Linked DNA regions of Sus scrofa: region 2 is linked to region 1. A link is a contact called in public promoter capture Hi-C data. All regions are on one chromosome and are shown on one strand. Each heading gives the region's core, a stretch centred on a gene start, on an enhancer-like site or on the middle of the called end of the contact. The rest is flanking DNA. Distances are from core to core; before and after follow the strand shown.

What was found. Promoter capture Hi-C pulls out the DNA fragments that hold promoters and counts their contacts.
Region 2: a contact with region 1 is called in a promoter capture Hi-C map of liver, with 4 times the contacts expected there. The contact joins the promoter of MED19 here to the promoter of CCDC86 in region 1. A contact is called at or near these places in 1 of 5 promoter capture datasets (liver) and 1 of 47 Hi-C or Micro-C datasets (liver).

Annotation. Positions count from the first base shown.
Region 1 is chr2:10,904,723-10,908,096 of Sscrofa11.1, reverse strand. It overlaps CCDC86 (coiled-coil domain-containing protein 86), which reads left to right and starts at 1,901. Exons shown (of 4, transcript XM_003122668.4): 1 at 1,901-2,812. The coding sequence starts at 2,043.
Region 2 is chr2:13,239,458-13,242,831 of Sscrofa11.1, reverse strand. MED19 (mediator of RNA polymerase II transcription subunit 19) reads right to left here and starts at 1,521. Exons shown (of 5, transcript XM_003122715.5): 1 at 1,125-1,521. The coding sequence starts at 1,392. It overlaps TMX2 (thioredoxin-related transmembrane protein 2), which reads left to right and starts at 1,562. Exons shown (of 8, transcript XM_005660896.3): 1 at 1,562-1,985. The coding sequence starts at 1,797.

The DNA.
Region 1 (3,374 bases), core at 652-3,151:
GGGTCCAATTGGAGCTACAGCTGCCAAGCCTATACGACAGCCACAGCAATGCCAGATCCAAGCCTCATCTGCATCCTACACCACAGCTCACAGCACTGGCAGATCCTTAACCCACTGAGCTGAGGCCAGGGGTCAAACCCGCATCCTCATGGATACTAGTCAGATTCATTTCTGCTACACCACAATGGGAACTCCCTTTGAAGTATTTTAAGCAGAACCAAGATACAATCCAATTGGCATCTGAGAGTGGTCCCTCCAGCTGAGGCTGGGAGCTCAGGAAGTGAGGACAGCTGAGGGGACCTGGGGCAGGGTGGGGCAGTGCAGTGGCATGTAATCTCCTCCACAGCCCTGGTAACGCCTGCCCGGTGTGGTTTGGCATAGCCTCCAGGCTGGGGCAGGGAATTAGGGAACTGAGAATTGAGGGTTGGAAGACATGGGTGAGGAAGCGTTTGAGCTGCTTCTGCAGTGGGGACCTGCACCGCTGTGCTGGGGCACCGAGACATAGCCTCCTTGCAGAGGCTTCTTTGGTCCAGGAGCAAGGGGCATGAGGGCACTGAGCCTGTGGGTGGAGCCCCTGAAAGTGGCCCGGAAGGGAGGGACTGACACGGGATTACAGCACAGGGATGCAACTTTCTGACAACAGGGAAGGGTAGTGGAGTAGCAGAGCCAGCGCCTAACCCTTAAGTACCCTTGGGATTTCAAAACGCTAGATTCATCAAGATATGTTGTGGATGCCGTGTGGCACCAGCCAAGGGGTGAGAGGTCTTAAAGGATCCTCAATCCACTTTTCCATCCTCCAGGAACCTTGCCTATGTTTTCCTCCTCCTCATCTCCTCTTGATCAGCAGTCAAGTCACCTTGCACCCCATCTGACAGTTGGAAGAGTGACTCGGCAGGTGGGAGCTGAGCTCAGTGCTGAGGGCCCTGGCTGTCTGCCTGGCCTTCCTCCTCTGCCCCCTGAGCACCTCTGGACAACTTCCCAGGCCCACGCATAACCCCTCAGCTGAAGAAACAATAGTGTCTAAAAGAAGCTGCTGGGACAGCGGAACCAGGACCCTGGGATGCCTAAGCGCCATCCCCAGGAAGTTCCAAAAATACACTAGGGAAGAGCTGGGGTACATTTGGGCAACTGCCAAGATGTTCTTCCTAAGAAAGGCGTCTGCTCTGAGTGACTCAAAGCCCCCAACTGGGTGTCACGCAAAGGAGGGAGGAGACAAGTTCACATACTAGGGCAAGGACCGCTGTCTTGGCTGAAATAAAACCCAGAGACAATCCGACCTCTGTTTCTAGAACTAGGGCAGAAGGGGTACCAGAAAAGGTGTGCAGAGGGGCTGAGGGCCTGGGCATGCCGCAGATGGTGCATTTTACCCATACTCCAACTTCATGCAGAAAGCTGAAAATGTTGCAAAGGAGAGCCATCGATTTTACATTTAGGCATAGGATGGGAGAAGAGAAAGCAAGGATTACTTTTAACACTGGGCTTAAGAAATTTCCCACCTTCAGGATCTGCCAAGTAGCATTCACCCTGGCAGTCAGGATGCTTTGGCAGGATCATTTTATATACACTAAACTAGTGTAAAAGCACCCGTGTTACAAATGAGAGAACTGAGGCACAAACTGGGTAGGACCCCTAACTGCAGAGGAGTTACTGGCAGTTTTCACCCAGCCTTGCCTACGAGCTCCCTGGATCTTTTCCCAATCCTCTTCTCTCCCGAAAACAGGACCCCTTTTCCTTCCTCCACCGGCACACTCTTTTTCCCCGGAGACTGGGTTCGCAGGAATGACAAACCCCGATCTGAAGCTGACATTCCTTCATCAATCGCGTGTAAACGTGCCAAAACGCTTTGCGCATGCGCCTAGTAAACCCAGGCCCCGCCCGCCCCGGACTCCTCTGTACCCGCCTATCTGCCCATCACCAACATGGCCTCCGCAGCAACAGCCCCTCCTGCCCTACACAGACGTGGCGTCTCCTGACGTCATAGGACGGCGCCGGGAGTCCCAGAAGCTGCACGTGGGCTTGGATTTAGAAACTCTGGCGGTGCCATGGATACACCTCTCAGGCGCAGTCGGCGGCTGGAAGGACTAAAGCCTGAATCCCCCGAGAACCCCACCCCAGTTTTGCAGGCGAGACGGGCCCTTGTGGAGCTCGAGTCGCACCCAGAAGAAGCGAGGGAGCCCGGGTCTCCTCGGAATGTGCAGCCACCAGGTTTGGGGTCCCCCAGACGTCAGTCAGAGACAGCTCCAGTTTCACCCAGTCTACAGGAAGGGGCAGGCTTGGGGTCCTCCCAGAGACAGCCAGAGCCGGGCCCAGGGTCCCCCCAGCGTCAGCGAGATCCGGGTCTGGAGTCTTCCCAAAGGCAGCCGGAATCGAGTCCTGAAACCCCAGGACTTCAGTCAAAGCCAAATGGGGAGTCACCAAAGTTCTCCCAGGACCAAGAAGCGGATTCGGAGTTGGCCGGGAGTAAGGCGGAGCAGACCCCGGAGTCTCCCCAACATCAGCTGCAGTTGGGCCCAGGGTCACTAGAGCCTTACCCCGGTCAGCAAGCGCCGGATCTGGAGCCCTCGCAGCCACTACAGGAGCTGCCACTGCAGGAGCTGCCACTCCAGTCACCCGGTTCCCCACAGGATCAGAACGAGCCAAGCAAGCCAGCTCCATCCAGGGAAAGGGGGAGAGACGTCCTCGGGCCAAAGAAGCGAGAAAGTTCTTCAGTCCAGGCCCCAGCGTCCAAAAAGCAGAAGAAAGAGGAGGTTCCTGTTATCCCGAAGGGGAAGCCCAAGTCTGGGCGAGTGTGGAAGGACCGCTCAAAGAAGAGGTGAAGTAGGCGACACCTGGGCGGGCATGGGGTTCTGTGTGGTGCTTGGGCCTGGGCACAACCTGGGGATAGCCCCCTGGGTTGGAGAGCGCTCACAAAAGTGGGGGTGTCACACAAACAGGTAATTATAATCAGAATGTGGTAAGATGCACCGGGATGTTGGGGAGGAATGCCCTCAGTGGACCTCTTCTCATCTGTGTGTTCATTCAACACACATTTACCCTCGACTCTGCCCTCTCTAATAAGGAGGCAGAAGCAAGTAAAACAGTATTTACCATTATGTTACATTTTTTTGCCTTTTTAATAAAAGGCATTACCAAGTACTGACAATATAGAAAGCTGCTAAGCCCTCTAGTAAGGATTGGTTAGGGGAAGGGCCTTTCAAATGGTAGAAGCATGCATCTTGGCTTTTTTTTCTTTTTTCTTTTTTTTTGGCTTCACTTGCCTGCAGCTTTCGGCAGCTCCCAGGCCAGGGATCAAACCCGGGCCACAGCAGCAACTTAAGCCGCTGTGGTGACAATGCCAAATCCCTAACCCACTGCCCCACAAGGAAAACTCCTGC
Region 2 (3,374 bases), core at 272-2,771, 2.3 Mb before region 1:
ACCCACTGAGTGAGGCTAGGGATCAAACCCACAACCTCATGCTTCCTAGTCGGATTCATTTCTGCTGTGCTATGACGGGAACTCCCCCACTTTGCTTCCTTAATAGAGCTGCTCGAATGATTGAAAATAAGCAAATAAGTTAGAAGTTAGATCACTTCAGACTCTTGTGTCAAAATGGTTCCCCCTGAACTTAAAATGTCTTATAGAGGCCTCTGCCTACTCTCCCACCTTCATCTCCTATCGCTCTTTCCCTGTTCACTTCCCCGGAGTGCAAGTGGTTTTCTGTCCCTCAAATATTCAAGGTTATTCTCACATTGGGCCTTCTAATCTCATTTTTTGTATCTAGAGTTCTCTCTCCTCCCACTCATAAATGGCTAGCTCTTCCTTTGTGCTTATATTTTAGCTCTAATGTTATCTACTCAGAAAGGGCTCTCCTGATCACTCTAGCTAAAGCAGTTCTGCCCCCTCAATTCTTTATCACATTTCCCCCTTGTAGCCATAACCACTATCTGATACTATCTGTTTATCCGCAGATATCTGTTTATCACTCTTTGACTCCTCCACTGGCAGGTAAACTCCCAAACAGGCAAGGATCTTGTCAGTTTTGTTCACAGCTGTATCTTCAGCAATTGGAAGAGTGCTTGGTACACAGAGTGGGTGCGCAACAAAATAATTTTTTGAATGAAAGAACCTGGTTTAATTCTAATCACTTCTTCGAACACATTTTGAAACCCCGAGGCCCAGAGGAAGAAAGACAACATGTCCCAAACCAACAGGAAGTTTGAAGCAGATCTGGAACTGGGTCCGCAGGGATGTTAAATCAGGACCCTCAAATACCAAACTCAAAGCTAGGATAATCTTTAGGGAGTCAAAAACCAGCGTCAGGGGCAGGATCGGGCGTGAAAGGTGGTCAGGGAGATCCACTCTCTTCCCACCCCTAATCCATCCCAATTCCAATCATTCTTTCGGTTGTGAATCCTCAGAACCTCTTCTAGTATAGTGTTCCGAAATCGCGCCACGCGTTGCCTAGGTTACCCCTCACCCCAGTCGGAAGGCTGAGAGCCACGCCCCGCCTCTCCTCGCTATGATCTGATTGGCTGGCTTTGACCAGGCCTTGTACTCACCCGGCAGTTCCCGCATTAGGTAGAAGGGGCCACAACCGGCCGCTGACTTGTCGGAGCCGGGAGCGGCTGTGGCCGCGGTAGAGGGCGGGGCGGGGCCCGGCCCCCCGCCCGGAGGAGGAGGCGGTGGGGGTGGAGGTTTTCCAGGTCCGAAGCCAAGTGCGGTCGGGGGCGGTGGTGGGTCAGCCTGAGCTCCGAACAGCGCCGTGAAATTCTCCATCGCCTCCTCCGCCCCGGCGCTGTCTCGGTGTCTGGCGTTGGTGACGTTCATTGGTCAATCTTTTCACAGAGTACCGCCCTCCTCTTTCAGGAGCCTCTCACCATTGGGTTGCCTCGGGCCCTTCCTACCTTCTTCCTGCAACTACTTCCGTCGCCTTCTGAGAACGTTCCGGAAGTACTATTTAACTTTATTTAAATTCTCCTGTATCTCCTACTTGCCGCAGTCGCATATGTCCAATAAAACGATTTAGGTGGAAAAAAAGACAGCTAGATTAGCCAATAAAATATCAAAGCCCTTTCTCCATTTTTAACCTGACGCAGAAGCCAGTCAGAGATCTGCTTCCGGATCTAGAGGCGGTGCATCCGAGACTAGGCCCAATGGAAGCACAATGATGGGAGAGGCGGGACCAGGCTCACGGACTCCGTGGAGCGGCTGGCGCCGCTAGAGCCGGGAAGATGGCGGTTCTCGCGCCTTTAATTGCTCTTATTTATTCGATACCTCGACTATCACGATGGCTGGCCCGACCTTACTACCTTCTGTCAGCCCTCCTCTCTGCTGCCTTCCTACTCGTGAGGAAGCTGCCCCCTGTCTGCTACAATCTCCCCACGCAACGCGAAGACGGCAACCCGTGTGACTTTGACTGGGTGAGCGACCCCCCGCCTTAGGACCCCGCGACCTTGACACCCTGTCCTAGGTTGCATCTACGAGATGCGAGGTTCACCTGTTTGAGAACACCTGAGGTTCCCAACCTGTAGCGGACTTAAGCTATTAAGAATCTAGAGCCTGGGCGGTCGTCGAGTGTAAACCTCTTCACGTTTAAGATGGGAATACAGCGAGTTAGCCTGCCGGGGTCTTCTGACTCCTGAGTCCAAGGTCCTTTCCGTCTCACAATTCGTACCTACCCAAACGAGGCATCTGCACTGTTTTACAGTGCTGCTCTCGTTATGTAAAGCCTCTTGAGGAATCAGTGAGGTAAACAAGGCAAGTAGTAGTAATCTCGTTTCACTGATGAAGAAATTGATCTCGGCGTAGTTAGGAGACTTGTCCAAGGTCACACAACTAGTGAGTGGCTGGGACTTGAAACCACTCTTCTGGCCAAAGCAGCAGCACCATCAGTCATTTTAATTCAGTTAACAACTGCAGAGGGAGGACTGTATGCTAGGCACTGTGCTGCATCCTGAGAATGTAAAAATGAATAAAGTTTTAGGCCTATTGAAATGGAATTGTAAAAAAAATTCATTGTAAAGAAATCAATCTGAACTCTCTTGCAGTACTTCCTAAGTAGAAGTGGAAGGACCACTCAGAAAAATAAGATGAAGTTCTGTGCCCCCTTCTGTATAGCTGAATCTGTGTTACGAGGAAGGAGGGCCTTCCTGAGTTTTTGTCTTTTTTTTTTTCCAGGTCCCAGAATGAGTCTTGACTTTTGACAGAACTTACTTCCTTACTTTTATTCTCCTTCCCTTGTTTACTTTTTCGTACTTCCGCCGTTCTTTCCCAGTGTTATTAAGTAGCTCATGTATAGCTGTGGTGCTTCAAAAGATCCATTTGGGGGGCAGGGGGGCGAACCTGCGGGGTATGGAGGTTCCCAGGCTAGGGTCAGATCAGAGCTACAGCCTATGCCACAGCCATAGCAACGTGGGATCCAAGCTCTGTCTCAGATCTACACCACAGCTCAAGGCAATGGCAGATCCCTGACCCACTGAGCGAGGCCAGGGATTGAACCCGGATCCTCATGGGTACTAGTCAGATTCGTTTCCACTGTGCCATGACAGGAACTCCAAAAGAACCTATTAAGTAGGGACCTTTAACTATTTAGAGTTTATAGCTAGTGTTTGTTTTCCTGGAAAAAATCTTTTACTATTTCCTTGGTGATTTGGAAGTTAGAATATTAAGGTAAATAATCTTAGCAATAACAGGTAAACCTCAAAATTTCAGTGGCTTGGAGTTCCCACCATGGTGCGGTGGGTTGAGAATCCAACTGCAGTTCCTTGGAAGTACGGGTTCGATCCCTGGTCCAGGAACTTCCATATGCT